6 separate regions of the Mus musculus genome follow, and regions 1, 2, 4, 5 and 6 are each linked to region 3. Evidence: chromatin contacts called from public ChIA-PET, HiChIP or PLAC-seq and promoter capture Hi-C data. All regions are on one chromosome and are shown on one strand. The core of a region is the stretch at or near the end of the contact, and the rest is flanking DNA. Distances in the headings are between cores, read along the strand shown. Region 1 has its middle 10 kb from the start of Gm40981. Region 2 holds the start of Ctsl (cathepsin L). Region 3 holds the start of Ercc6l2 (excision repair cross-complementing rodent repair deficiency, complementation group 6 like 2). Region 4 overlaps Fbp1 (fructose bisphosphatase 1). Region 5 holds the start of Fbp2 (fructose bisphosphatase 2). Region 6 overlaps Aopep (aminopeptidase O).

Evidence for each region. Promoter capture Hi-C pulls out the DNA fragments that hold promoters and counts their contacts. ChIA-PET counts read pairs in DNA pulled down with a chosen protein or histone mark. HiChIP or PLAC-seq counts read pairs in DNA pulled down with a chosen protein or histone mark.
Region 1: a contact with region 3 is called in a promoter capture Hi-C map of hippocampal neurons, with 2.3 times the contacts expected there. The contact joins the enhancer-like site here to the promoter of Ercc6l2 in region 3. A contact is called at or near these places in 4 of 39 promoter capture datasets (the HPC-7 cell line, cranial neural crest, hippocampal neurons and 1 more), 1 of 484 Hi-C or Micro-C datasets (pre-B cells) and 1 of 115 datasets of contacts at active chromatin or transcription factors (the 230-238 cell line).
Region 2: a promoter capture Hi-C map of pre-B cells shows a contact between it and region 3, with 2.7 times the contacts expected there. The contact joins the promoter of Ctsl here to the promoter of Ercc6l2 in region 3. A contact is called at or near these places in 1 of 39 promoter capture datasets (pre-B cells) and 2 of 9 other capture datasets (adipose tissue and liver).
Region 4: a contact with region 3 is called in a promoter capture Hi-C map of pre-B cells, with 6 times the contacts expected there. The contact joins the enhancer-like site here to the promoter of Ercc6l2 in region 3. A contact is called at or near these places in 4 of 39 promoter capture datasets (cranial neural crest, hippocampal neurons, liver and 1 more) and 2 of 115 datasets of contacts at active chromatin or transcription factors (the 230-238 cell line and pro-B cells).
Region 5: a FOXA1 HiChIP or PLAC-seq map of pancreatic cancer cells shows a contact between it and region 3. The contact joins the promoter of Fbp2 here to the promoter of Ercc6l2 in region 3. A contact is called at or near these places in 1 of 39 promoter capture datasets (cranial neural crest) and 2 of 115 datasets of contacts at active chromatin or transcription factors (astrocytes and pancreatic cancer cells).
Region 6: a contact with region 3 is called in an RNA polymerase II ChIA-PET map of memory CD8 T cells, with 15 read pairs. The contact joins the enhancer-like site here to the promoter of Ercc6l2 in region 3. A contact is called at or near these places in 1 of 39 promoter capture datasets (pre-B cells), 4 of 484 Hi-C or Micro-C datasets (CD4 T cells, natural killer cells and regulatory T cells), 1 of 115 datasets of contacts at active chromatin or transcription factors (memory CD8 T cells) and 1 of 9 other capture datasets (liver).

The regions. Positions count from the first base shown.
Region 1 is chr13:62,905,025-62,910,197 of GRCm38.p6, forward strand. No RefSeq gene overlaps it. Among named protein-coding and RNA genes, the nearest start is that of Gm40981, 10 kb to the right of the region's middle. Within about 2 kb of position 2,712, at least 43 of the 459 cell types and tissues checked have an H3K27ac peak or open chromatin away from gene starts, as enhancers often do. A contact at or near this core is called in hippocampal neurons, where this site is marked.
Region 2 is chr13:64,367,649-64,372,296 of GRCm38.p6, forward strand. Ctsl (cathepsin L) reads right to left here and starts at 2,872. Exons shown (of 8, transcript NM_009984.4): 1 at 2,588-2,872; 2 at 1,380-1,516; 3 at 468-590; 4 at 212-358. The coding sequence starts at 1,505.
Region 3 is chr13:63,812,919-63,818,131 of GRCm38.p6, forward strand. It overlaps Ercc6l2 (excision repair cross-complementing rodent repair deficiency, complementation group 6 like 2), which reads left to right and starts at 2,322. Exons shown (of 19, transcript NM_001013608.3): 1 at 2,322-2,599. The coding sequence starts at 2,557.
Region 4 is chr13:62,879,024-62,883,528 of GRCm38.p6, forward strand. The region is part of intron 1 of Fbp1 (fructose bisphosphatase 1); the gene reads right to left. It overlaps Gm38679 (a long non-coding RNA gene), which reads right to left. Exons shown (of 3, transcript XR_873587.2): 1 at 3,444-4,505; 2 at 679-745; 3 at 1-608. Among named protein-coding and RNA genes, the nearest start is that of Gm38679, 3.8 kb to the right of the region's middle. Within about 2 kb of position 1,353, at least 138 of the 459 cell types and tissues checked have an H3K27ac peak or open chromatin away from gene starts, as enhancers often do. A contact at or near this core is called in the 230-238 cell line, liver, pre-B cells and 1 more, where this site is marked.
Region 5 is chr13:62,855,997-62,861,109 of GRCm38.p6, forward strand. Fbp2 (fructose bisphosphatase 2) reads right to left here and starts at 2,404. Exons shown (of 7, transcript NM_007994.4): 1 at 2,132-2,404. The coding sequence starts at 2,301.
Region 6 is chr13:63,241,436-63,245,982 of GRCm38.p6, forward strand. The region is part of intron 13 of Aopep (aminopeptidase O); the gene reads left to right. Among named protein-coding and RNA genes, the nearest start is that of Gm16907, 53 kb to the right of the region's middle. Within about 2 kb of position 2,311, at least 106 of the 459 cell types and tissues checked have an H3K27ac peak or open chromatin away from gene starts, as enhancers often do. A contact at or near this core is called in memory CD8 T cells, natural killer cells and regulatory T cells, where this site is marked.

The DNA of each region.
Region 1 (5,173 bases), core at 1,462-3,961, 910 kb before region 3:
AAAAATGTTGGGGGTGATTAAGGCATGCAGACAACTGAGACTGTTCTCCACAGGCATGCACACATGGGCACATGTGAACACACCAAACGTTATTTTCTAGTGTTCTAGAAATGCCACATTTGCTTTTCTTTCTAGAGGAAGCTTGCAGTCAACCAACCTCCCAAGAGAGGCCCCATAACGCTGATCTCCTCAACCCTGGCCACGATTAATTGGATCACAGACCCAGCCAAAGCCAGTTGTGAGCTCAGGCAAGCATGCTAAGCTGTACAGCAGTGCCGAGTGGTACAGCAGTAAGTGTGCCAGGTGGTCCCTGGATTCATTGTGGGAATCTGAAATAGCTAAATCCCAAGAGACTGAGACCAGTTTGATGGGAACAGCCCTCTGGTGGGCACAGCATGACAAATGTGCCAAAGGCTGCCCTTTTGTGAAGTGAAGAGGGGCAATTTCACTGAAGAACTGAAGAAAAAAAACAGGAGGGTCCCCAGGGGACCATGTTCCTTGACATGAGAACCTTGGACACACACCCTTGCCCTCCGGAAATGGCTGCTGGAAGATCCCAGTATCAAGAAGTCAAGGAGAGTACCCATTTCTCTAAGAGCAAAGGAATGGAGGAGTCTTTAGCCAGATTCTACAGAGCAGAGCTGGGCTTTCTTTGCCTGCAAAGGGCCAGAGAGGTTTGTGTGCCATACTGTCCCTGTCACAATTCTTAAAGCTGCCCTGGTATAGAAACAGCTATGGGCAGAACACGGTGAAGCCAACACTTCCAACACTCAGCAGAGCCTGGCAGACAGCTCTGTGTGCCACAATCAGGGGTGTGCATTAGATTCTATTTACAAAAAGATGTCAGTGCATTATAAAGGAGAAGCAAAAGCATCCAGTGGCGCCCCAAAGTTATAATCTCTGATGTATCGCAGTCCTGTGACGCTACAGAGGTGTTCTTATTTCTTGTGAAACGTCAGACTGCAAGCTTCACAGGAGACAGCCATGATCACATCCCATTCATAGCTCCCCCATCCGAATGTTATCTTGTAATATGAAATTGCCATTTTAAAATTGTACCCTGGTATTCTAAATACAGGGTTGATGAAGATCTGCTGGTAAAGAACTAGTTTCACTACCAACCTCAAGGAGGACATCCCTCATTCACAAGAGAGATAAAAACCTGGATTATACCCCAATGTGGGCCTGAGAACGTCATCTTCCTGTGTGACAAGAACACCCACCACACTGTGATGAGAGGTTTGAAAATAATTCCAATTTACATAAAGCGATTATACAACATCAGAGAGGGGGAGGGGGAGAGAGAGAGAGAGAGAGAGAGAGAGAGAGCTCTTTAAACTCATGTCTGCCTGTTCAAGTCTACAGTTCAGTTCATATCATACCCACCAATGTGGCGAGAGCACAGCGTATTTTTGGTTATTCCGTAGAAAACCAAGGGTAGTAACTGACAGAGTCAAGTCCTAGAGTGGGAAATCACTCCTTTTAGAAATTACGTTGAGGGGCTGGTGAAATGGCTCGGCTTTTGAAGACTAGGCTTACAACCCAAACATTAAGAAACCATCTTGACTCATTGATGGAGAGATGCTCATTCTGTAATGTGCTCACCATGGAAGCACGAGTTAGAGCCCAGAACCCTTTAAGAAATGCTGGGCAGGATAGCAGGGACAAGTCGATCCCTGGGGTCCGCTGATCAGCTGCTCTATTCCAACTGGTGAGCACCAGGCTATTGAGAGACTCTGCTCCCCCTCGACCCAAAAGGTAGGCAGAGCATGGAGAAAAACATTGGAGGCCGTCCTCTGGCCTCACACATGTACAAAAGCATCAAAGATCATATCACAACCATACAGAAATCTATAAACATGGAGATGCAGTCACTGTGTATTTCTAAGTAGAAATACATCTGAGTGATGATATGATGGTGCACACCTTTAATCCCGGCACTTGGGAGGCAGAGGAAGGAGGATTTCTGTGAGTTTGGGACCACCCTGGTCTACAAAGCAAGTTCCAGGACAGCCATGTCTCAAAATTAAAGAAAGAAGACGCTGAGATAATCTTTAAAGATTCAACAGAGAAGTCTCGATGAGCGGCGGCGGCACGCACAACGTGGACACAGGACACGCAGTGGGATGCATAGCATGCTTCAATCTACTTCCAAACTGATATACATTAATAACCAAGAGCCCTACCACAAAGCCATATAATGACATCTGCTCTTATAACAGCAGACAAACTGGCAAGAAGGAGCCAGACATAAATAACTGAAGAGAAGTAAGGAGATTGTGGTCCAGCAGGCGGGGAAGGAAACAGTGGAGGTCAGCGTGCTGGGAAGCACCTCACCCTGATGTCCTCTGGCGCTCAAGATCACCTCCCAGTAGCATCTTCGTGTCAATCACACATTGATAAACACTGGTAATGGGACTGCTTGAGAGAAATGGTTCTCTGAGGAATTCATCTGGCTTTTAAGTGTAGCTCCATTACAGGATTACATGGCGCCACCAAGTCCAATACCCAAGAAGAGAGAACAGAAAATGGGACCCAAGTTGCTCGGGCAAAATGACAAAGGAGACGGTTCTGATTCTGTGGCAGCAGATAATATTTCCTCCTTCCCAAGAGCTATGGTGCATTTTTAAAAAGCAAACGGAATAAAGATGTGGGCGGGAAGTTCTTCCGTGGGATAAGCAGATGGGGAGGAAGAAAATCGAAAGCAGGTGAACTGCCAGAGAAAAACGGCAGTCCCGGAGAAAAACATCAAAATGCGAGCATTCATTATATGCCAGTCTTCGGGAAATGAGGGGTAACAAACCAGAAAAATAGTAATTTAGTGTAGGTTGGGCAAGTGATTCTTTGCCCAAAGGCAACGAAAGAGAGAAGCAAGCATCTTTAAATGCTGGCAATTACGCAGATGGCAGAAAAAAAAGAAAGACTGAGTTTCATTCCCGCATAGTAAGGGAGGGTACTGGGAAGGTAGAGCAATCTGAAGTGTTTACAGTTTTGACATAGCCTACAGCTCAGCAGGCATTCAGAACACATTATCTGCGCTGTGAAAATTTACCCTCAGAAATTACTGAAATTAATCAAGAAGTTAAACATTTATTAAAAACAAGCTTGGAAGTTACAGGAGAAAGGTCAATTGAGAGGAGCCAAGCCAGACGGAGTGTGCGTGCTTCTGCCTGTGAAATGCACTGTTTGCTTAGGAGCAAAGGTTCATGAGCAAATGAAGCATGTGGAGACTCATGCGCATTCCCTTTGGGGACTCTCGTCTGCACTTGGGAAAACAGCTGCTGCTGTCAGCAGTCCTTGAAAAGAGCAGCTGATGCAACCCTTAACTGACCTGGGGCCCTTGACCCCTCTGTGACGTTAATACTCCGCTTGAGCATTTGGGCAACATTGCAGATTAAATACAGCCCCAGGTTGTTCAGGCCTCAGTTACCAAGGTCTAGACTCCAACGTCCAGGTAGTCTGCCCCTCCCCACACCCTTTACGCCACAGGGTAAGCACACAGGAGACCTCTGAGCCCACACAAGGAGGCTCTGCTTTGCTGCCTTAACCCAGAAAGAGAAATAAGCTACGGGGAGGCAAACACTCAAGAGAGATTTTCCTCATGATCCCTAATGCACCCCTGGGGGGGTATTGTTGGGGGGGGGGGAGGTAGAACTAGGATTCAACAGGAAGAACTTCCTCCCATATTATACCAAAATGAGGACATCTAGAACTGTCCCATGGCCAAGAGGAAGAAGCCGTAAGGAGAGTGCCCTGCCTCATTTTTACCAAATCACCTTTGCACAAGAACCACCATACTGGTGTCTTAGAACTTTTTGTGGCTTTTGTGTGTGTTTGTTTCCAGTACTGGGAATTGCACCCAGGACCTTGCACGTACTAAGAAAGCATGCTTCCACTACTCCTTGCCCTGGAGCAATACTTCATGGAAAGCAATGAGATCACTTTTCAAAGCTGTCCCTTTAGCATCTTTCTGTTAGCCTAGAACTTACATCTTGGAGCTGCGTGGGACTCTGAAGGGTCTGTGTGGGGAAACAAAAGAAAATTATCCATAAGCTGGAGAGCTAGAAATATCTCTGTTCAAATGTAGACTTTGTCACTTACGAGCAGTGTGATCAAGGGCAAGATGCTCATCCACCAGACCTCAGTTTCATCATTTGCAAGACAGAAGTCTACATTCTGCAAAGGCTTGATGCAATGGCTTATGGGAGCTAATGTGTTTAGAATAGTTACAGTAGCTCAGAACACCCTCCCCTAGGAAACAGTAGCTGGTGCTATTAACTCTCATGATTGTTAAGTACACAAGAATTTTGTAACACAATTTTTCTCTAAATGTTGTTCATTTTAAATGCTGATGTGAACGTCAGTCTGACTCACACTATGCATCCTCTGTGCTTTGTGAGAGATTCCCTGGTAAGCTATGGTGAAGTCAAAACCGGATCAGTAACCAGGCTGGGGATGTCTGTAGCTCGGCTGCTAGAGTGCTTGCCTGATACTCACAAAGCCCTGGCTTCAGTCCCCATCTCTAGCACACACACAGTAATCTCAACACTCAGAAGGTAGAGCCAGGAAATCAGTTCAAAGACATCCTTGGCTGCATAGCCAGTTCAAGGCCAGCCTAGAATACATGAGATCCTGTCGCAAAAGATAAGGAAGAGGAGGAAGAAAGGGAAGAGAGACATTGCATACAAATATCAAGAAGAAAAATTAAAATTTTCCTTTCCAATTGAGTTGGGGGGGTTGCTCTTTCAGCAAATACCTCCATTCCCAGATGAATGAGAGACTGGGATCGTCTCTGAAACCCAGTGTGACAATGTTGATGTTTGTACATTCTACAGTTCCAGGAAGCTCAAGGGATGGTGCAATATATATTTCCAAGAAGAGCACACTGTGCAGAACATCTGCGCTTCAGATAATATGCATCCCAGTGAGGCGGGTGGCTCTTCACAGAGCAGCTTCTGAGCTCATCATTCGTTGTAAATTTATGCCTCACACTTAGAGCTGGTGGGGGGGCTGGAAGCAGAAAATAGAGGTGCTGTTGCTATTTTAAGCATGGGGGAAACGGAGAAATCAAGACACTGACCCAGAACTGCTCCATGCAAATCAGGGTTGCTTGGCTGTGCACTCAGAACCCCATCTCTTATCATAGATCTGCTCTAGGAAAAACAAAATCCAC
Region 2 (4,648 bases), core at 1,622-4,121, 560 kb after region 3:
ACAAAACACTGTGGTCAAGGCTAAAGCACAGAGGACAGAGTCTCATGGGGCCTGGCTCCTCTCAGGAGTTACTACCAGTTGATGGCTGCTGGGGGAGGGTAATCAAATCATTATCTTTAGTGATGCTGCACTCCCGCCCCTCCCCCACCTCGAGTCTCTTCCAAGTGTGGACCCTGGGGATCAAACTCAAGACTTCTCCCAGCCCTCATACCTGGTTCTTCACAGGAGTCACACAACCCTTTTCTCTCCAGTCCACAGACTTGGGGATCTTAAGCATCAGCGGTTCCTGAAAAAGCCTCCCCTTCTTGTGCTTCTGGTGGCGGTAGCCATTCACCACCTGCCTGAATTCCTCATTGGTCTTCCGGGAAGGGAGAAAAAAAAAAGTAGAAAAGGTGAGATAACTTTGTAGAAAGAAAATGGAGGAGAGGGCTCAAGAGTTCAAGAGTTCGCATCATGTCCCCACTCACCATGTCACCGAAGGCGTTCATCTCCATGGAAAAGCCGTGCTGCCCGTTGCTGTATTCCCCGTTGTGTAGCTGGATCATTCTCATGTTCTTCTCCCATATCGCTCTCCTCCACTCTTCCTCATTCTAGAGCAAGCACAGAACTGGCAGTTTTCATTTTTTGTTAATAGACAGGGGGAGCCAGATGTTGGCACAGGCTTTTAATTCCAGAGGCAGAGATGGTGCTGGAGAGATGGCTGTGTTTAAGACCATTTGTGGAAGACTCAGGTTTAATTCTCAGCACTCACATATGTTACTTTTTTTGAGACAGGGTTTCTTTTCTGTATAGCTCAGGCTGGCCTCAAACTCAGAAATCTGCCTGCCCCTGCCTCCCAAGTGTGCCACCACTGCCCGGCCATATGGTACTTTCTAACTAGTTCCAGAATGTACACAATACCCAGACATAAGTGTGGTATATATCACGAGTGACATATATCTCACTAACTAAATCTTAAATAAAAAAACCAATCCATCTGACCAAATGGATCTACTGGAACAGGAACAGCTACACACTCTGAAAGGCACCACTCCTCCCGAAAACACACAAAGGGATGTATGTGCTCTACTCTGCTCACAATGGATGTATGATTGGGCTATTCCTGCTAAGAGCTGGCCTCTAGAGACTACTCTCTGGCTATAAACTTCTGAGGGTTAGAGAGGGGGGTTGTGGGGGGAGAAAGAGGTGGGCAGTGGTGGCACATGACTTAAATCCTAGCACTGAGTTCACAGCCTGGTCCACAGAACAAGTTCCAGGACAGCCAGGGACACACAGAGAAGCACTGACTTGGAAAAACAAAAACAAAACCCAACCAACCAAACAAACACTTCCAAGGGCAAGGAAGACCATTCTCTCTAGACAATGTAAACACTACAAACCGTGCCATACAGTCTTCTGTGTGTGGACTTCCACTGGTGCCACTCTGCACTAAAGGTTTGATCAAATTTTGGAGTAGCTAAGGCTGTTCCCAAGCAGAGGACAGCCAAAAGGAGTAAAAGATTCATGGTTCAAACACCTAGGGAAGGAAAAAGAGGAAATGAGAATCCCACGGAAGCTTTCTCTTTTAAGGACAGTTTCTCATGTAGTTTAGGCTTTAAACTTTTTCAATGACCCATCTCTCAAGTTTAGGGATCCATGAGCCACCAGCCCAGCAGTAAACCGTTCTGAGTTGAAGCATCCTTGCACGTGTTAACAAATGTGATTATGAGTGGAGAAAAACAAGTCAGGAATTAATCTTTGGAGGTTCCTAGACTCTAGCTACTGAAACAAAAACAGCCTAGTAGTCATTGGAACAGGGGTAAACCCTTTTCTCTTGCTTTTTTTTTTTTAAGGATTTATTATTATACATAAGTACACTGTAGCTGACTTTAGACGCACAGAAGAGGGTGTCAGATCTCATTATGGGTGGTTGTGAGCCACCATGTGGTTGCTGAGATTTGCACTCAGGACCTTTGAAAGAGCGGTCAGTGCTCTTACCCGCTGAACCATCTCGACAGCCCCCCCCCCACTTTCTCTTATTATAGCGCCACGGTAGTCTTAAGTCTTCCGATATTGTATGCGTCAGAATCTTAAGAGGACAACTGGGTCCAGGTCATTTATTGACAAGTATTAGTGACCCCAAGTGGGCATACAGGAGTACCCAGAGGGTGGGTTGCCACCACACACTTTAACGCACAGCTGCACATCAGGCGAACTGAAGCCTCAAGGCGATGCCTCCTTATGCGATCTCAGTTCGGGTTAGGGGCCAAGCTGGGCCCGTCCGGGGGAGAGGGGGATGGGCGTCCGCTCCGCGCTCGCGGCCACCGCCCGCGAATGTTATGGCGGCACAAGGAGCCCTGGGTCCCGTGACCAGCTTGAGGGGGTCCCGCTGTCCCTACGGGTCCCGGCAGCCCGGAGTCACATGACCTGATGAAGACCCCGCTCGACAACAAGGGCCTATCACTTCGGGGAGGCCGAGGACACATCCTCGAGATCCTGGCCCATCCGGGGGTCTCCAGTCCGGGTTGCAGATGCTATGGTTCCCACATTCTAGATTCCCCTACCTGCCCTTGCTCGGGAAGCCTTTAAACCCGCGGGGGTCACTCACCTGAGGCGGCTAGCTGCGCACAAGAAGTCTGCAAACTCGGATCCCCGGAGGTCGCCGAGGTCCGAGAATCTGGAGGAACAGCGCCGGGCTCAGGCTTTAAAGCCTCTCAGGCTACAGCCCCGACAGGGCCCGCCCCCGCCCCGTCATTGGCTATGCCTGCCTCGGGGCGGAGCCTGCGGGAGTCCGGGCGCGTGACGCCGCCGGGTCGTAACCTGTCCTGTGGTGCAAGCCTTGGGGCGAGGCTGATCCACTTTGGAGGGTCCACGCCAGCGTGGTGCCTTGGTTCTGTAAGAAAAGCGTAGGAAAAAAAAGGCCTGCTGTGGAATTTCCACCTCAGCCATACCTTTCCTTTTGTATGAAAGTTGTAGATTAAAATGTGCAGGGTGGAGAGTTGCATAACCCGTGGTTTCTGTTTAACCCACAACAATGCTGATGTAAGTGGAAGAAGACAGAGCGGAGGACAGAGTCACCTCTCCAGGGTCTGGCTGGACGGGTGTCCATAGAATTTAGATCAGCACGTGGCTTCTAACGCCGCACTTCCTGCCTTACCTATACATGGATTGTTCCTTAGGAGCATTTCTCTCAAGTCTGGTAGAAATTCTTTTCGTGGCAGGCGGGGACGCGGCGGTGGGGGTGGGGTTGTAGGATGGTGGCTAGAAAAGAAAAGAAAAAAAGCGGTTGAGAACGATGGAGACTGTTTTCCTACTTTACATTATGAATTGTTTTTCTTACTTTCAATTTTTTTCTTTCTTTTTCCTTTTTTTTTTTTTTTTTGTCTTTTCGAGACGGGGTTTCTCTGTGTAGCCCTGGCTGTCCTGGAACTCACTCTGGAGACCAAGGCTGGCCTCGAACTCAGAACCGCCTGCCTCTGCCTCCCAAGTTTTGGGATTAAAGGCATGCGCCACTTCTGGAATTTGATAAATTCGCTGGAAAAGATATAAGTATGTGTTTGAGATAGGGGTTATAGGGTTTAATAATGTAGACCAGGCAATCACAGGCATCCTGGTTTTGCCTCTCAAGAGCCGGGATTAAAGCTATCTCCGAGCTATCCGCTTTAGTTTCCTCTTCCTCACTCAAGAAGAGTAATATTTAATAGAAGGCTGTAGTTGTGTAGCTTGAAGAAATTACTTGGATAGAGAAAAAATATATATACAGGTATAGGTAAGATTGAAAGAAAATAATTCGGTAAAGTGTAATTTTTTTTTAGCCATATAAGATTTTTTTTATTGGCTATTCTGTTTAGAAGCTTTATAATATTTGAGTTTGGTTAATTTCAGTATGTGATTTTTAAAAATTTGTATTGTCTTTTTTTTTGTTTTGTTTTTGTTGTTGTTTTTGTTTTTGAGACAGGGTTTCTCTGTGTAGCCCTGGCTGTCCTGGAACTCACTCTGTAGACCAGGCTGGCCTCGAACTCAGAAACCCGCCTGTCTCTGCCTTCCAAGTGCTGGGATTAAAGGCGTGCGCCACTACTGCCTGACTTGTAATGTCTTTTATAATAGTATTTAAAATATTTTCTGAGACAGGGTTTTCAGTGTAGCCTTGGCTGTCCTGGAATTTGCTCTATAGATGAGGCTGTCCTCAAAACTCACAGAGATCCGCCAGCCTCTGCCTCCCAAGTACTGGGATTAAAGGAGTGCGCCACTACCTCCTGGCCCTAAAAGAAGTATTTTTTTAAAAGTGATTTAAAAGATCACGTTCAGGGCTTGGTGAGATTGCTTAGTGTTAAAGAGTTGCCTGAACCCAAGCCTAAGTTCAATCTCAGAGATCTATATGGTGAAAGAAGAGAGCCAAAAGTTGTTCTCTGACTTTTGTATGTGCTGTTGGCACATGTACACCTCCCCGAAAATGAGGCTTTTGTTGTTGTGGTTGTTTTTTGAGACAGGATTTTTGATTTCCTGGCTGTCCTGGAACTCCCTTTGTAGACTGGGCTGTCCTGGAACTCAAATAAATCTGTTTCTGCCTCCCTAGTGCTGAGATTAAAGGTGTGCATCACCATACCTAGCTGCAACATGAGTTTTTAAAAAGTGTCTTAAGAGGCGTGGTGGTGCACGCCTTTAATCC
Region 3 (5,213 bases), core at 1,072-3,571:
CCATATATCTCAGGCTGCCCTCACACTTGCTATGTGGCTGAGGATGACTTTAAACTTTGATCCTTATGCCTCTATATCCCATGTGTTTGTCACCACTCTGTTTATGTGACTCTGGGGATTGAACACAAGGTTTTCATGCAGGGTAGACAAGTACTCTATCTACCAACAGCACCAACCCTTGATTTGTAAATGTTAACATTTAATTTACTTATTGGCAAAGGATATAGATCTACTTCATTTCTTTTCTCTTACTATTACTTAACATCTTCTTCCATCTACCTTATATCTAACAATATATCAAGAAAGGCTACAACCCAAACTCACCTAACACTCTTATGTTTTCATACCTATTGTTTTTCATGAGATTTTTGATAAATCCTTTTTTTTTTTTTGGCATTTTCGAGACAGGGTTTCTCTGTATAGCCCTGGCTGTTGTCCTGGAACTCAATTTGTAGATTAGGCTGGCCTCGAACTCAATAAATCCATTATTTTAAAGATTTATCACATAATATATATTTGCCTTTTATGTTGTGAACATAAGTAGAAACCAATTTTAATAAAGTATTGCAGGGTTAATTATATTAAAAGTCTCTTTGGCATCCAAGTAAAATTCTTTTGAAATGCTTATCATGACTGTTATTGGGTGCTAGATGTTGAGCCTAGGGTCTCATGCATATCAAACATGCTATACTACAGTTATATTTTTGTAGTCTAAATTGTCTTAATGTTTGCTGTGTTATCAATTGTCAGTGGTTTTGCATGCAATATAGTCAATCCAACAACACTTATACTGACTTCAGAAATATATCACAATTTCACCTTGAAGTAACTGGCATCCTAGTGTTGGAGGTTTACAACATCAGCATCCACACAAGAGGATGACAGGCAACCGACAAGAACAAAAGCTACCCTAAGGGCAGGATGCTTAACCTTTAAGACATGTTCATGTTATGACTGTTCCCATTTCATTAAACAGGACAATCATGGCAATGCAGTTACATAAGAGACACTCAAAGGTGAGGAGTCGTCTTGTTAGCTAGAAGGATATTCCTTTAACAAGGTGATTTCTTTCATTTCAATGTTTATTTTGGATTTATCAAATCACTTGTAGTTTCAGTAAGGCCTTACATCTTAAACCAACAGGCAAAGGCCAGCCTGGTCTACAGAATGAGTTCTAGGATAGCTAGGGCTACGCAGTGAGAAGGCCTGTCTCAAAATCCCTGCCTCCCCCCAAAATTTATTTAACTCTTTATTTTTTGCAGTTACTCCCCTTTATTCAGGCTGTTGTTACTAGCTAAATCAATATTCCTAAATGTTTCTCTTTATAAAGCTTTTCCTATTGCTTTGCAAACAAGTGACACTCTTAATATAGCACTCCTTTGAAAATAGTCTACTAGTCTTAGTAGTATCTGCAAAGAATGGAGATCTCTTTGTTGAATAGGCATATAGTATATACAAATAAGATCCTCCAGTAGGCAGGATAATGATCCCCAAGAGGAATTTGTGTCTCTAAATCCAGGAACCCATACATGTTATCTTACATGTCAAGGGGCCTTTTCTGATGTAGTTATGAGTGTACACCTGAAAATAAGATTATTCTGGTGAGCTCAAAACAAACAAACAAACAAACAAACAAACCCCCCCAAAACCCAAACCCATTGTGGAAGGCTCAGGAAATGCACTATCCTTGGCTTTGAAGAAAGAGGTCAAGCCAAGGAGTGGAGATTCTTCCACTTTCTAGGAAGGAATGCAATTTCTCTGACTTCTGGATTTTTAGCTCTACGAGACCCGTACACAGGCACAGTGGCCTAAAAAAAAAAAAAATCACAAGAATTCGACATGAAGAATACATTTGGCTTCACGAGCTTGTTCAGGAGATGTTGGGACAGGCAAAATCCATTCAGCTCGTGCGCAGAACGCTGTGCTGGAGGCAGCAGGCTGCGTGGTGTGTGCTTCTCTCTCAGGGCGAGGCACAGTCGCTGCTCTTCTCAGATGGCGAAGAAAACCGAACCCCAGGGGTTGCCTTGTTTGTGCACGAGTGAGTTACGATAAAGTAGGCAAACCCAAGAAAACGCCCTCTTAAGGCTCGCCTCCTGAAGCTCCTAGACGACAAGGCCACCACAGTGTCAATGGTCTGTGCAGGGCTCACACTGTCTTTTTCCGCCCTGGGAGGATGTCACACACCTCAGGTCGTGGACTCCCTCAGCGAAGAGGGTCGAGGTCGCCGACTAATGCCAAATCTCGCGATATTTGGGACGTTCGCGAACTGCGCGAGGCTGACCTCGTCTGGAAGGGAAGCCGCTTCCGCCCGCTGAAAGGCTAGTCCATCTTCTCGCGATATCTGGAGGGAGGCGAGCGATGGAGCGCAGAGGCGCTCGTTCTCGCGGGATTTACGGGCTCTGGCGAGCGTTGGCTGGTCGCTGAGGTGACGCCGCCGCGTCAGGCCCCACATAGCGCCCCCCGCTCCGGGCGGGCGATGCCCGGCAGCCGGCCCACGTGCCGTGCTCTCCTCGCCGCCGAGAGCGGCGGGGCTGCCGGGTGCCTGCCCCTAGCCCGATGGACATCTCCGCCCCGCAGTCCCGCGCAGACTCCCGCAAAGGTATGAGCTCCGAGCTCGCGCCTCTGCGCAGGCACACGTCTTCAGGGCACTTCCGGAAGCGGCTCCCGCGTGCTTCCTGTGATTGACAGCTGCGGGTTTCGAACTCTTGCCCCGCGGGAAGTCCTCGGCTTTGCGACTCAGCCGCCTGGACGAAAGAATTTAGTGCTGTCCCTCACAGTTACTCGCCGAGCAGTGGGAACAGACTCCTCATCTGTAAAACGAGGACTATTGCTTCTTGTGACTATTAGATGAGATGAGATGCAAGTGACTCCACTTTTGACCCTTGGCGTTCAGTAAATGTCATTTTTGTCTTTGTATATGCCAGTTATTAGTCAATAGCAGGGATCTGTTAGGTAGATGATCAAAGGCCTATTTATTTAGTTTAGTTCACTTACATGGCGTATTGAAGCAGAATTTTGCCTCTAGTAGATCACCAAGAGCTTTTGAAAGTGCAGTTATCTCACAAGCCATCAGGGATGCAGACTTGCCCTCTAGCTTTTATTAATAAAATTGATTGATATAACAGATTACAAACTTTGTGTATATGTGTGCATCAGGCATGTGAAAGTCAGAGGATAGCTTGGGTGAGTCAGTTCTCCTTATGAATTCAGAGGCTGGAATCCAGGTCAGCAGTATTAGCAGCAAGTTGGCTTACAGATGGAGTCAACCTTCAAGCCCTGACAGAACAGATTTACAACTGAGTGTTCTGTGCCCAGGAATCATTGGGTAAATCTTGCTCTTCCTTTGAGGAAGATATCTCATGAAAGTAAGCAGGTGCTCAATGCTAATTTCAGGGTAAGCAACAAACCTTGAACTCGTAGGACTAAAAATTGGTCATGTCATAATTAAGGGCCCACAAATAGAAATGCCTTTATGAATCTGACTGCTAAAGGCAAATGGTGGATCTTCTAAGTGACAGTGATGGGACTGCTATGTTTGTTCCTTGATGCTATTAGAAGATTTAGTCACTTTTGGTATTTTAGGGGGAAAATTGCTGATGGGAAGAACAGATCACTCAAGAGTGTCCAAGAAGGAAGTATGTTTCCTATGTTGGAAGCAAACAAAAAAGGCACTTTGGAATTGAGAGAGGCATCCCAATCATTAGGAGCAATACCCCCAGTCCTACCTTTCAGAGAAAAGTCCTCCCTTGATCAGCAGTTCCAATCTCTGTAGTAACAGAATCATTATTCCTGACTCCAACTTTATCTATTTGGTTCTAGAAATAACCCAAACTCAGGTACAAAGGTGCCCATAAAAGATGTCCTGGTGTTTTCCACATACATACAGGTCTACCTGAAAATTTTTTCTGAAATGTGTCTCCCAATACTTCTTTTCCATAGCACTCTGTTCTCTTCTTCCAAAGCACCTTTTGCCATTATGTTTATGTCTATGAGTTTTTTAGGGGCTATCTCACTAGATCAATAATTTGTTTTCACTTAAAAATTCAGCTTATAGCCGGGCGTGGTGGCACACGACTTTAATCTCATTACTCGGAAGGCAGAGGCAGGCGGATTTCTGAGTTCGAGGCCAGCCTGGTCTACAGGGTGAGTTCAGGACAGCCAGGGCTACACTGAGAAACACTGTCTCAAAAAAACAAAACAAAACAAACAAAAAAAAATCAGCTTATGCTTGTTAACTGTCTTTTGTGTGTTAGTCTAAGATTTTTTCTTAACTAGAAGAGCTATTGTTTCAATATGTATTATTCCAATAGATAAAGAATCAGACATTTAGAATAGTTTAAGTATATTTAAACTACTGATATACAGAATTTTTTCAAGAGTTTTTTCAATAAGTGATGGTACCATGTACTAAGGACAAAGTCATCGAACTACTTACTAAATCAAATCTGATGTTGCCTTTTAAAATACAGGTTTATTAGAATACAGCCATGCTCATTTAGTTATTGTCTGTGACTGATTTTTTTCTTTAAAGAGTAAGAGAATAAATGGTCTCTAAACTGTAATTTAACAAATAGCTAGTAGTTGCCTATAGAAAAAGTTTGCTATCTCTTGCTTTCCAGAGATGTTGGCATAGAGAAAAATTATATTTTTGTTTGTTTCAGTTTCTTTGTTTTCTTGAGACAGGGTTTCTCTGTGTAGCCCTGGCTGTTCTGCTCTATAGTTCTTAGTCCAAACTAACCTCTATCGCAGAGATCTCAGAGTTCTGCTTGCCTCTTGTCTCCTGAGTGCTTGGATTAAAGATTTGCACCACCATACCCAGCTGTGATTTGATTTTGACTTAAAATCAGAAAAGAGATTGTAGTGGAGTGTGTGTAGGAGTAATAGAAAAAGAGGAAAAAGGGCTACCTTGAAAAGTTGTCTTTAAATAATGCTAGTTAATAAGATTCAGGGAAACTGCTCACTACTGTTTTTGACACTGTTCTTCATTTTATATCCATTGTGTGGTACGGTGTCTAATGAACAATTGATGTTTGAAACATATATGTTGAGTGTCAGATTAAGAAATTGTGTCTTTTAAATGAGAGGGAGATGCATCATTTAAAACAGAAATAATGTGTTAAGAATGACTGTAGTGGTATCATTAGCTTAGGCTCAGCCTGCACTGTTTTAGAAAGAAGATACTTGGACCTCACAACCTTTTACTTCTGTAGTAA
Region 4 (4,505 bases), core at 103-2,602, 930 kb before region 3:
CTGGACATAGCTCCCCTACACATTTGTAGCAAATTTGCAGCTTGGTGTTCATGTAGGATCCCTAACAAGTGGAGTGGGGGCTGTCTTGGTCTCTGTTCCTTCCATTGGATCCCCTTCCCCCTACCTAGACTTCATAGTTTGGACTCAGTGGGAGAGGATGTCTAGATGTCCCAGAGTGGAGTGGTACCCAAGGGGGATCCCCCTTCTCTTAGAAGAGTAGGGAACAATGGGAGGAGAAATTTGTAAGGGTAGGATTAGAAGGAGAGAAGGGAAGAGGTTGTGATAGGGATATAAAGTAAATAAAAATAAATTATTGGAAAAAGAAAGAAAATTAATCATCACACACATGGAGTTTACCTTCTCCACACAATTTCAGATCTGCACCCACAACCTCTCCTTCAGAAACCATGAGTCTCTGCAGAGCATCAGTCAAAGTTCCTCAAGCATTGTAAGGTAAAGAAGCAGGGGTCTCCACAACCCGTGTGGCTCTTGGAGCCTGTCTGACCCACTGAACCAGTGTGACCTCTCGAGCTTCAGGCACACTTCAGGAGGACTTGGGAGTGGGAGGGAGGGCCTCCAAGTTCTGCAGGGAGCTTCCACACCAGCATCTGTAAACGGGAGGGGAAGTCACCAGCTGCCCTCCGTGGGACAAAGCCCCTCACACACCACCGGGCTCACCTTGGTTCTCCGGGACCAGATCAGGGTTTTCCTGACCATAGAAGCTTTTTCTGAGGCCAGCTGGGCCCTGCTACCAATGAGAGATGTGAGCACAGAGAATGAAGATAGCAAGGGCCTCAGCCGGGCCCAGCCCCTTCTGCAGCCTCCCAGGATAACTCAAGTCAGTACCAGCCTTCCAAGAGGCCATGGCTCCCTCACTGCAGGGGAAGCTTGTCCTAATGGGAGTTACTTCAGAAAACAAAGGCAACAAGCTGTTCCCCAGCTCCCTTTTGTTGGGTCTCAAAGGACAAATGTCAAAGCACAGTGGTTATGAAAGAGGAAACAGCTGGAGGACTCCCCAGGAAGCAGTGGGCAGAACGCAAAACGGTGGGGTGCCTGCCCAGGCCTGAGCACCACTGGCTACTAATGTGGGCAATAGAATGTAAGTGCCCAACCCAGTCACAGACAACCTGCCCGCATACCGGGACCCTGAACCCTGAACCTGGGGTGTCAAGCTCATTAAATCTGCATTTCAGATATGCGTGGGTTATAGCTGGCATTCAAAGGTTTCTGGCAAGGCCTGGGCATGTGCTCCGCATGCTTTAGCATACAAAAGGTTCTAAGATCAAGCCCCAGTACATTTGCATATAGCCCAGTCAGGGTTAGGAAATCTGAGACTAGAAAAGATAACAGTGACCAGCACAACACAGTGACTTATCTCTTTTGAAATCTCTGTGTCATGTCTTGGCTGGCTGGGCCAGCCCAGGAACTACTCTTTTTGTGCAGGCCTCTTCCTGAGGAAGTGGCAGCCTGCTTTGTTTCTGGTGAGATCTGATGCCGGAACTGGGGCTTCCGGGGTGTAAGGTAAATGCTGGGGGAATTCAATTCCTTAAAGGAACTGACCTTACAGCTGAGGCATGGTGGCATACACCTTTAATCTCAGCACTCAGGAGTCAGAGGCAGGAGGATTTCTGAGTTCGAGGCCAGCCTGGTCTACAAAGTGAGTTCCAGGACAGCCAGGGCTACACAGAGAAACCCTGTCAAAAAACAAACAAACAAACAAACAAAAAAAAAAAAGGAACTGACATTACCAGAGCTGGCACATCTGAGAATTTACAGTTCTTGAGCCTGAACAAAAGAGCATTTCTGCACTGGAGAGATGGCTCAGTGGTTAAGAGCACTAACTACTCTTCCAGAGGTCCTGAGTTCTAATCCCAGCAACCATATGGTGGCTCACAACCATCTGTAATGGGGACCTGATGCCATCTTCTGGTGTGTCTGAAGACAGCTACAGTATACTTGTATAAATAAATCTTTTTTTTTTTTTAAGAGTATTTCCTTCAGCTCATATCTCTAACTCCAGGAGCAAAATCAAAGCAGCACAGGTTAACATTCAAAGCTACAGGCTGGAGCTCCAGAGGTCGGAAATTCCAATCTCATCTCCCCTACGTGCTTAGCAGCCCTGTGTAAGTCACTTCACGCCTCTTGGTGTCTTGTCCTTCAACTGTAATGTGGGGATACAGACATCAGCTTCATGGTACATAGGGAAGGGGGAAAATTAGTTGATAGGGGCCAAAGGCTCTAAATAATACCCCTGTTTAGACAGACATTTAAGAACTATTATCATCCTACTTCATCTCTGGTCCTGTCAACATTAGCACATCCGTGCTCAAGAACAGGTGAGGCCCTAGAAAAAAGTCAGCAGCACAAAGACCTGGGTTCAGATTCTCGCTGTTCCTTCTACCAAGTATGTGACCTCTGTCAGTTTGCCTAAAACTCCCTGGCTCATCAATATAAACTTAGCCAGAAACAGGGAGCTTGGCAGACCTGGGCTACCGATGTGTCCCTGGGCACGCCTGACTTCCTAAAATGACAGCCAAGGTCGTGCTTACCAGATTCCCCAGAGCATCCACTAAGCAAGCTTTTGTCGATGGGTGGGTGAGAGATCAGTTCTAAATCTCTTTGGCAGACAAATTCTAAGAGGGCGGCTGGCCAGCCGACACAGGATTGTCATCACAAGTAAATGGCACGAAGAAGAGAACAGCTCCTGTAAGGTCCTGTGACATTTCACTAGGGCCCTATTGCAATCATCTGGCCTTCAGCTCAAAAAGTTAGAGCTGAGGAAAATGTGTCATCAAGAGCCTTAGACCAGGGCCGGCTCTGAGACCTCCGGAAAGCAAACATCCTCTTCCTGGAGTCCACAGACTAAAACCAGTATTAACAAGCGCTTTGTAAATCTCATCTCTTACTTATACTGTCAAACTCAACATTTTACTCAGGTTTTTTTTTTTTTAAAGACTTTTTCTTTTTAATTTTAAGAATTATTAATTTTATTTTATGTATGTGAGTATACTGTAGCTGTCTTCAGACATACCAGAAGAGGGCATCGACCCCATTACCAATGGTTATGAGCTACCAAGTGGTTTCTGGGAATTGAACTCAGGTCCTCTGAAAGAACAATCAGTGCTCTTAACCACTGAGCCATCTCTCCAGCCCTTTACTCAAGTTTTTAAAGATATGAACTGTTTTAATTAATAGAAAATCGAATTCCTTAGAGTGTGGGTTAATTTGCTCAATATGTTTAAAATCTTTGAAAGTTTGGATTAAGTATTAGTATTTTATGCAAAGATTGCATATGATTTCCAGTGCAGCAGGAGGCCTTGAAGCCTCTAGCATTTTATAAGCAGATTTAAATTTTCACAGAAGAACGAATGCCTTGAAAAGCTTGGCTATTTTAATTTTTTTTTGAGAATCTCATACATGTATACAACAAAATATGAACATACCTACAACTCTCCCCACATGATCCTTCTGACTTCATGTCATTAGTAGTAGTAGCATTACTATCCTTTTATCCAGTTAGTTCTGTACTCATATGTGCACGGATATGGGACCATCCACTGGATCATGGGAATTTTACAGTCCCACACTCTCCAAATAGAGTAAGTCTCTCTCCCCTAGCAATAGCCATTGCCACCAGCTCCTCCGTGAGGGGCGGGGCGGGGCAGGGCAGGAGATCTAGGATGGAATTTTGCTTGATCCTGTGCTGGGTCTTCTGGAGGGAACCACGGCTGCTGCAGGTTCATTATTTTGATAGCCATGTCATGTCCAAACCCTAGCTCTTCACGGCGCTCCTTCCCATCCTCTGGTGCTCACATTTCTGCTTGCCTTCTCTTCCAAGATTTTCCCTGAGCCTTGGAGGAAAGAGAATATAGATGCTCTGTTTGGGACCGAGCATGTTCAGTTGTTTACCCAGTTCTGCGTCTCTCCACAACTGCTCCAAAGAGGAGCTTTTTGGACCGTGACTGAGAGATGCCCAGGTCTGTCAGAGCCAGGAGCTAGGTTGTGGGTGTGTGTGTTTGGGGGAGGGCTATGTAGCCTAGGCTTGCTGTGCATTCCAGAGTGACCTCGAACTTGTGATCCTCCTGCCTCCATGCTAGACAAGCACCTTACCACTGAGCTGCAGCCTTAGCTTCCTTGAGCAGCAAGACTGAAACCAGAACTGCCACAGGACGGACAAAGCCCTATCAGACACTCTAGACTTTCTGACTGGCAGGCTATTTCCCTCCTTCTAGTGTCTATACCAGAGTAGCATCTTTGGCAGCATACAAGTGGCCCACACTGATTTTCAGAATACCCAAACAAGGACAAAGTGGGCTTGGGGGAGAGAGACGAGAGAGAGAGGAGAGAGAGAGAGAGAGAGAGGAGAGAGAGAGAGAGGAGAGAGAGAGGAGAGAGAGCGAGAGTGAGGGAGAGGGAGAGAGAGAGAGAGAGAGAGAGAGAGAGAGAGAGATTATGGTTTAAATTACTGAAGTCCTAGGTAAACCTACCTCTACCCTGTTATTCAT
Region 5 (5,113 bases), core at 1,154-3,653, 960 kb before region 3:
CTCTTCCCTTCCCTTTAATTCCATTTATTTGTTGAAGAAATCCTCAGGTGATGCGAACAGGTGTCTCTAGTTGAGAGCCGCGTATGGACGCTGACGTCCATAAAAGCACCCCTCCCCTTTCTCTAACTGACGGCGTCCCCTCCCACTTTACTCCCATCCAGAATTTGATGTATGGTATGATGAGCCTTGGGAAACAACCTCACGTCAAACGTCATGACCTCAAAGGCTGTTACCCCTTGGTTCAAAACGGCAGCGTGTAAGCAAACAAATAGAACAATTAAATTGGTTTGCTCTGCCTCAGGATCACAGTCTCCTATGTAAGCAGCTGTTGCTGGGGCATGAAGAGCTGAGCAAATGTGTACAGCCTGCCACCTACTGGCCATGTGCGTGAATGCTGCCCAACACATCTGTAAACCACGAGGTCCTGTCACGATGCCTAAAGGCTGGACACAGCTGCACTGGACAAGGCCAGGGTACCTGCAGCCCCTGTCTCCTCCCCACCCCCGTGGCTGCTCTCTGTGTGAGGAGGTTAGGGTTTCCCCACTATGAAGAGCAGTCCAGGGACCTAGGACTCTGTCTGACACCACTTCCAGGGCTGAGCCTGCCACCAAGTGGTCAATCACCACATAGGCCAGTCTGTAAGTTTTTCCTCGAATGGTCTCAGAACCATGGTAGCTAATAGTGGGGCATGTCTTGAGTATTTATCACTGTCAGAACCATAGCCCTAATGACTTACTAACCCTTGTAACAGCCCTTTGTGTTAAAACTATTAGTAGCTCCCAGATTTACAAACATGGAGGTCTTAGCGAGAATAAACCATATTCCACAGCTACAAGGTAAGAAAAACCAAGTTAAATAAAGCACTTAACTATCTAGACCTTCATGGCCCTTGGTCGGATGCTGAACCACTGAGAAGCAGACTGTGGCAGATACACAAGGAACGCTGCCAAGAGAGTTGCTGTGGAGCCGAGAGGCCTGCACGGAGGAGGGGTTAAAAGTGTGGGCAAAAGTCCTGAGTGGCCACAGGAAACCGCCCTAATTATAGCAGAGCGGGAACACAGGAGTAGCAAAGACGCTATCTAATGTTACTCGGGGATGATCTTCACACATGCAGGCAACGCCCATTCTGGAAGCATGTTCTTAAAGGCAGAGAGCGCTTGGCCGTTCTTGCCGAATGAAGTAATCACACAGTTAAGGGACAGCACGGGCCGGGGAAAGAGCCAATCAATCATCTTTAATTTGGGTCCTGTTATCTGTTCCTAAACACGTACATAGTAAGCTCTGTGGTGGTTTTATGATTGCAATTATGAAATTAATGCTGTCACAGTTTGGGAATAAAGGCACCACACGATCGAGAATAAACATTTTAAATAGGTGGACTTTGTTGGCTCTTCTTCGAGGGTCCCCCCCCCCCACACACACACACATGTATGTCCCTTCCTTCGACTTCAGAGGGGCCCTTCACTGGAATCAAAATGGAAGTCCAAAGGAAGTGATTTCTTTTCATCATGCCTTAAAACCGTACTCCTGGCTGTGGCCAAGAGCAACTCCAGCATGAACGTGGCCCTGTTTTGCAAAAGAGAACCAAGCAAAGGTGCTCTGCTGTGCCTGCCCCAGCCCAGCCTGTCCAGATTCCTGAACACCACGTGAAGATGGAGAAAACTGAGCCAGGTTCTTTTCATGACAGTCAAGCCCCCTTAACCTGTGTTCTGGTGATTTCTACCCCACAATACTGACAGAGGTCATGACAACTGAACACACCTGTACGGGGTAAAAAAAAAAAAAAAAAAAAAAGGCATCAAAACACATTTTAAAGTCCCATTAAGACTTTGCAAATATAAGTAATGAGAATTCAATATAGGTTTTGAGGCAACAAGCTATAGTGTTACCATTATAATCCCAAGTAACCGGTAGTCACACTTTTCTCTGCAGTTTGTTGCTAAGCAGTTTTTCCCTTTCCTTGCAAAACATGCCAAAGGCTGCTTTATCAAAGCAGGCTTAAAGAATTTAAATGCAGTGTCCTTACGGCACAAAGAGCAAATTAGCTTTGGACCCCGTTTCTAGCACAAGCACCGGTCTGTGGCTTCCACACCCTGGCTTGGGTTGCCTGCGCATGCTCTCCAGGACTTACAGGTTGGCCAGGCCGGCCTTGCGCACTGCGGAAGAGATGGCTTTGATGGCAGTCAGCATCGAGTTGAGCAGCTGGGTGAGTTCTCCGGTCCCTTTGGCCTGTCGCCCCTTTTCCATAACGTAACGGGTCAGGGTCAGCATGTCTGTCTCAAAGGGGCTTCTGTCCGTCATTGTGCAAATGAGATCCCAAAGCCTCCCTTTGCTCCTTGTAGAAATCCTTGCTCTCTCAAGGCAGCAGCCTCACAGCCTACTCGTTGAAGACACACCTGCACTTGACTGTGCCAAAGTCCGAGGGAAATGAACCCCACCCCACGTGACTCAGATAGCCGGACAAGCCCTCAAGGAAACTTCCCTGGCCTCCCTCCCTGACGGTGGCAGCTGCCACAGTGCAAGAAGCAGGCTGTAAATAGTACTGCGCTACAGGGAAGGGCTGGCCTCAATCTCTACACCCAGTTTTGTTTTGTTTGATCCTAAGAAGCCAGGATCAGCCACAGGTGAAAGAAGACTAGCTAATAAAATGACTCACAAATTCCTCCTATGGGAAGCAAGAGGGCTTTCTGCAGCTAGCCGCCACTGTGTGTCATTCTGCACGGTTGAGACTCTCAGATGGCATATTGGCAGATTCTTTATCTGGGGCATAGGTCACATAACAAACTAATGGCAATCCCAGGGTGACTGGAGCAAGAGTTCTTTCAGGCTTGCTTCTATTAAGCATGTGTAACTGGAGGGATGAGGAAGATAATATTACATTCCTAGCAGAGTGTCTAGTCTCAGGGTTGATTTGCCAGTTTCTCTGGATTTTTATTTTTATTTTAAAAACCCTTGATTTGAAAACATACATCAGGACCGCACTGGCTGCTCTTGCAGAGGACCTGGCTTTGGGTCCAAATACCAACTTTTACTCTAGTTCTGGGAAGCTCCAGTGCCCTCTCTGACCTCCAGGATACCAAGCATGTAAGTGGAGCATGTGTAGGAGACAGACACACGAAATGGTCTCATAAAAAGGTGACCCGTCCAGCAGGTCCAGTTATTCGAGGGTCTCGAGGGGACCTCCTCCTAAGAACCAAATGGGGGGTAGAGAGGGACGAGGGCCTTGTGCGAATAACGACACGGAGACCTTCTAGAATGCATCAAAGCCCCCAAATGTATTAGTCAGGCCTGAGGTTTAAATGCACAAGCAAAAGGGGAAGTGCCTTTCAGCAGGAAGGATGGGGCAATAGAATTGCACAAGGAAAAGGGGAAGTACAGATACTTATCAGCGGGAGGGATGGGGCAATACAAGCAAAAGGAGAAGTACTTATCAGTGGGGGAGGGGCAATAGAATTGCACATTCTTAGGCAGTTACACGTGGAAGCAGGAACTTGGCGGTATCAGGGTATCTTGAGGTCAGGACATCCGCGCTGACTTAGGGCTGGAACAATCTGTGGTTGTTCTCGGAGCGGTGTGCCGGTGGCCCGCTTTTGACCCTCTTTTCTTCTCGGGGGAAGAGGCCCAATTCAGAGATCAGGACAATAGTGTTATCTTAATAGCTCCCAACAAAAACGCTTAAAGAAATACTTTTTAAAGGTGACCTAGAATTAACTGCTTAGAGTTGGCCATGCTCTCTGTTACTGTGATATCCTAACTTTCTCTGATGGCAGACAGACCTGGCTCTGGGTCCCAAGCTGGCTACCCAATATGTGGATTAATTTGAGAGTAATGCTCAACATGTAAGACTGTGCTTTCCTCATAAATTCAGACAACAACTGGTGGAGTGGCTCTAAGTATTCAAAATCAGTCGGTGTGCCTGGTATCCAACTCGGTGTCTTAGAAACCTATATCCTTCCAGCTCTTCAGTGTACCTAGAACTATAAGCATACATATAAATAATTTCAATATCTCCACCTACTTGGAGAGCTGAGTCAGGAGAATTCCAAGTCTGGGCAATATGTCAAGACTCTCTATCAAATAAGTTAGTCAACAAAACTGAGGGTGTGCATTTTGCCTTGCAATTTTATATCCTCCCTTGATAATTATTTCAATTAAATTTGTTTGGTGGGGCTGGTGAGATGAATAAGCGGTTAAGAGCGCTGGCTGCTGTTCCAGAGGTTCAGTTCCCGAAAACTACATGGTGGCTCACAACCATCGACAAAGGCATCTGATGCCCTCTTCTGGCCTGCAGGTACACATGCAGACAGAACATTCATAGCTCAGAGAAATTTGTACATGACTGTATTTTGGTCTTCCAGGCTGTGGCTGTTGCATCCTCTCAGGTACTCAAAGGTCCCCTTTGAGAGCCTCATTCAGAGGCTGGAAGGATGGCTGGATGACTGAGTTCATTGGTGAAGAGGCTGGAAGGCTGGCTGGATGACTGAGTTCATTGGTGAAGAGGCTGGAAGGATGGCTGGATGACTGAGTTCATTGGTGAAGAGGCTGGAAGGCTGGCTGGATGACTGAGTTCATTGGTGAAGAGGCTGGAAGGATGGCTGGATGACTGAGTTCATTGGTGAAGAGGCTGGAAGGATGGCTGGATGACTGAGTTCATTGGTGAAGTGCTTGCCGTGCAAGCCAGAGAATCTTTGGATTTTTCAGCACCTATGTTAAAACCCAGACATACTGGAGTGCACCTGTGATTTCAGCTGTGGGGAAGAGACTAGAGCCAGTCTAGTCAAATCAGTAAGCTCTGGGTTCAGTGAGAGACTCTGTCAACATATAAAGAAAAAAGATGCCTAATGTCGAGTTCTGGCCCATACACAAAGCTGCACTTAAAGGGTAGACGTTCAGGTTGCCCAAGTGGCCTGAGACAGCAGCTGCTGGCCTTTCTGCAAATGCCAAAGTTCTTCCAGGGTACACACCAGACTGGAAACTCATAGCGTGGCCACAGTGACATTCTGGATGCTGGGTGGCAGCTGCCCCTCCCAGGTATTTCAGGACTGCTGACATATTAGCGACAGAGTTATTGAGGACCTGGTTGTGTTCCATGAAAACCCCACGTCTGAGCGCA
Region 6 (4,547 bases), core at 1,061-3,560, 570 kb before region 3:
ATGTTTGTAGGTATAATTATTAAGCAAGAAATAAGATCATCCACACATGGAAATAGGAGGCATTATCGAGTACTTGGTAATTCCACTACCAAAATCTGAAGCAGTAACTGTCTCTAAGAATTGGGGAGGCAAAAACAATGGAGGCCTCCATCTTCCAGTACAGTGGAAGCTCTCCCCCAACCATCCCTTCATTGTGCCCAGATAGGCCCACTGGAAAAACCACCTCTGACTTTGTTCCTAGACAATGTGGGTAGTGGTTTTAAAGAACTTGAAGCTGAATTGGATGGCCTTCCCTTCTAGGAGTGCAAGGACATCTGGTGTGCCCAGAGATATGTGTTTGTGTGGTATCCCCACCTCTTTTCCCCCCCGGCTAGCCCAACAGGCACTTTCCCTGTCACACCTGGGAGAAGAGTCTGACAAGGAAGGCAGGCACTGTGCAGGACCAGGTGAGCAGTCAGATCTGTGACCCAAGGGCATTAGAGTGCAACCTGAAAGGCACAGGACCTAGGGGATTACTGAGGTGAGCGTTCATGCCAAGTCTGGTGCTAGGACTTGATCCTGTTGCTGGGGGGCCTTGAAGTAGGTCGCTCACTGTTGATTCTGATAAGTTGCCTGGCTTGTACCTTAATACCCAGCACTCAAGAGGCAAAGGCATGAGTTTAAGGCTAGTCTAGTCTGCATAGTTTCAGGACAGCCAGGGCTGTGTAAAGAGATCTGTCTCAAAATAAAATAAAAAGGAAAACAAAATTTGAGATGTCTGCTGGGCCACAAGCAAGTTAACACATGTACTTTCTGTGCCCCACTGTGCATGTGTCTGCGTTCACTGGTCTAGCAAGACTGAAATAAGAGTGTTCATGTCAGGCATGCATGTTCTAGACCTAGCTGTTGTCTGCCCCTTTGTCTTCTTTGTCCTTGCCCTCTCCCCTGATGACCAGATGTCCTCTCTCCATGTCCTCCATTCCTCAAATGTCCCCCACTTGAGGCTCTCAGAAGTCAACCCAGATCAGACCAAACTGGACTGGGCTAGGTGGATCTGGCCGAATGGTCTGTGGACTAGATCCGAGTGACTTCAGCTAAGTGGCCGGTACTAACTATGCTAGGACTGCAACGTTTTCCTTCCATGGGTGGAGGCGGCTCTTACTGCCTGGTAAAAACAGAACTGTTGGGATAACTTGAGAAAGGAAAACAGCCACGGCAGGCAGCAGGCCAGGATCCGAGCTGTGTGGAAAGAATGCCATTTTATGGGAAACATTTTGTTTTACCCTTAAAGAAATCATCTCAGGCACTAAATGATGGGCATAGTCTGATGGAGCTTGAAATATTAGCTGAGAGTTTGAGCCAGAAAAGCAGTGCAGTGAAGTCTGAGCTGTGAAGAAGCAAATGGAACAAGCTGAGTGACTTTGCCACCTCACCCTGTGAGTGACTGGAGTGCTTTCCTAACTGCCCTGGCCTCATGTCCTGTCTCTCTCTGGCCATTCCTGTTATCAGGAAGCCATCTTTAAGGACTTTATGTACCCATCTGAAGGACCATCATTCTTCATTCTCCCTTTTACATCTCCACAGGATGTCCCTTGACATCCCTTTCCATGTTGTCCTAGCTTCCTATCTCTGCCACGGCTGTAACCAGATTACCTCAAGCCCGTGTCCTCTCTCCTGCTCCTGAATTGTTTCCCACCCACTCTGATGTTCTTCCTTTCTCTGTTATTTCAAATGCTTGTTATTTAGTCTGAGTAAATTTGGCTACAAAAAAACGAGAATGTGCATAGCACACAGACTACAGTCCTGGGCTAGCTCTGTGGGGCTGGCTAGAGCTGTGATTCCAACAGTGAAAAGAGTGTGTGTGTATGTGTGTGTGTGTATGTGTGTATGTGTGTATGTGTGTGCGCGCGCGCACGCGTGTTAACTGTAATAGCTTTTGCTACATGATCTATTATTGACTTTGGAAGAACACATTAACTTTTAAACATAAATTGTGTATCACTATTATACAGTAAGAATTAATATTTTAAGGTATGTACATGAAAATAGAGTTTAGATAACTTCATTATTCTAAGAACTAAAATATATAACACAATAGCACCTTATGCAATGGTATATTTTAAAGACAATGCACTTGGAGTTTAAAGAAAACTCTCTATTGTAAGATTCAAAAGACTCCGACTTCTTGATTACTGCACATTTAATAACTTAGAGAAAACCCCCTTTGCCATTTCCATTTTAGCCTTTGTGTGCATGCTGAGATCAGAAGTATTCATAGGCTGGCTTTCCAGCCACTGGGGTGACTCACAAGCCATCCTCTGTGTCTGGTGTATCTGAAGCAAAGGTCCAGAGGGTGGTGAACCAGCCTTTGTGAGTCATAGTGTCACCGAGAGCCGACACTGTTGACTTCTGTCACAATTTGGAGCTTACAATTTTCTTAAACTCATAGTGATGTGTCCAGGTTAAATATAAAGACTGAACAGGGGAGTGAGGCACATGGCCCGAGCTGTTCATGGCCCATAGCGGCAAGTAGTCAGCTCTGTCTCTTCTCCTTCTGATAAAATGCTAAAGTTTGGAGCAATTTAATCTGTTTTTACAACACCTTTCTTATTACACACTTGACTTGGAGCCACAAAAGCAGTGGTGATCTCTGTTGGGGTGAGAATGCACCGTGACTTTTAAGTCTGTGAATTCAGGGAGGTCTACATTCTGTTTACGCCTTTGAGACGCAGTGTGCACTTGCTACACTTCTGCCGTGTGTGTGTGTGTGTGTGTGTGTGTGTGTGTGTGTGTGTGTGTGTGTGAGAGAGAGAGAGAGAGAGAGAGAGAGAGAGAGAGAGAGAAAGGGAGAGAGAGAAAGCGAGCGAGCGCGAGCGCACCCAGAATGTTAAAGGTAGGTGATTTAGGCTTGAAATAGTTTGTCACAGTGTTTGTCTTTTGTGACATAAGTCTTTTATATTCTGTTGTAATTCTGGAAACCAGTATTTAAGATTTTTGTTTTGTTTTAAAGTTACTTAACTCTTTACTGGACTCACAGCAGCCAGTGGCGGCTGATAGACTTCAATCACTTGTAGCCCTGGATGCACAAGCCAGTAGTAAAAGCAACCCTTGAGAGCTGGGAGCATGCAGCCAAGTGCCCACAGTTACTGGTAGCCACTCCCTGCACCCAGCAACCTGGTGGGTATGGGTGGCTGCCCTTATACCTGAGGCAAGGCTCCCCTGGAGTTTCCTAGGCATGGTGCCCTTGCCTCTTTTAAGAGTACTGTTGCTTTGTGAGAATCCATAACTAGTCCACACTTGCCGAGCTATGGTCTCATACAATAGCTTCATTGATTCTTGATTTCCATAGAAAAGCTTTATGGGTTCTAATGAATTACCAGCCGCCCTTCACCTCCTCAGAGAGTGTCTTTGTGTCCTGGGCCTTGCCTTTGGAAAAGGACTTATGTGAGTGATGGGTGCAGAGTAATTAATGAAAGTTGTTATGAAGCAACCAAGCCGGGGAGGGTTGTGTGTGTGTGTGTCTGTGTGTCTGTATGCAGTTTACTGTATTGCTTAGATGCTTAAGTAATCCTGTGTACCTGGGCCTTGTTTCTATACCTCTTCCTACCCTTGTATTTATAATAAATCTTTAACAAATACAATATTGAACATTCTATATCCAAATCTCATGTCAGATCAAATCATGCAAGATCTTGACATTTTTGCTCTCTTTAAGCTGGACCAAGAGAAAATTGCTATATTTTGTAGCCTCAGGAAGACAGTCTGGTTTGTGTAATGTTATACCATTAAATTTTCATCTGTTCCCTAGACTGATTCTTTTTAAGAGTCTACAACTTAAAACCAGAAGAGATTCTGACATCTCTGTGTGTTCTGAAATCCCTGCCAGCTTTAAACTGGTCTAACAGGAAAAATTAAGACCATGACCGGCTGCCCTCAGCACTTACTCCTAACAACAGTCACCCGCTCGTCCCCACGCACCTCCTCACAGCCTCTCTGAGTGGAACCATTAATGCACCCATAGCTGACACTTGCCGAGTGTCAAGCCCAGTTCTGAGTGATTTATGTGCAGCAGCTGACGTGAATGTCCCACTGAAGCCCGCCACAACCCACACAAAGACAGTGCAGACTGCATCGGACACTCTGTGTACGTTGGTGCAATATTAGCTAGTCAAGTAACTGCTACAAAAATAATGCTTTGGGCAGTATCCTAAAATTCTTAGTCCTCAACCACCAGCACAAAGCGCACATTTCTAAATTGAGACAATCTCAACCAGCATGTATTTTGAAAACACTTGAAAGTATGCTGATAATTACACTTGTGTTGATTTCAGTGTGTTTGATGCCAGCCACCACCAATTCTTTCCTGCATCGAAAGATGAAAGCTATTTTCATATAAAACATAAGAGTGGAAAAGGGAGGTGGGAGAAGAACATTCTTGTGGCTTTTTAGTTACTTTTATAGGCAGCGTTAATTTCATTCCTGTGACAGAATGCTTTCCTTGGCACTCACTCTCATCTTAGGCATTTTAATGAGCTGCTGTTTTGTGCCTGTGCTCATATGGCACTAAT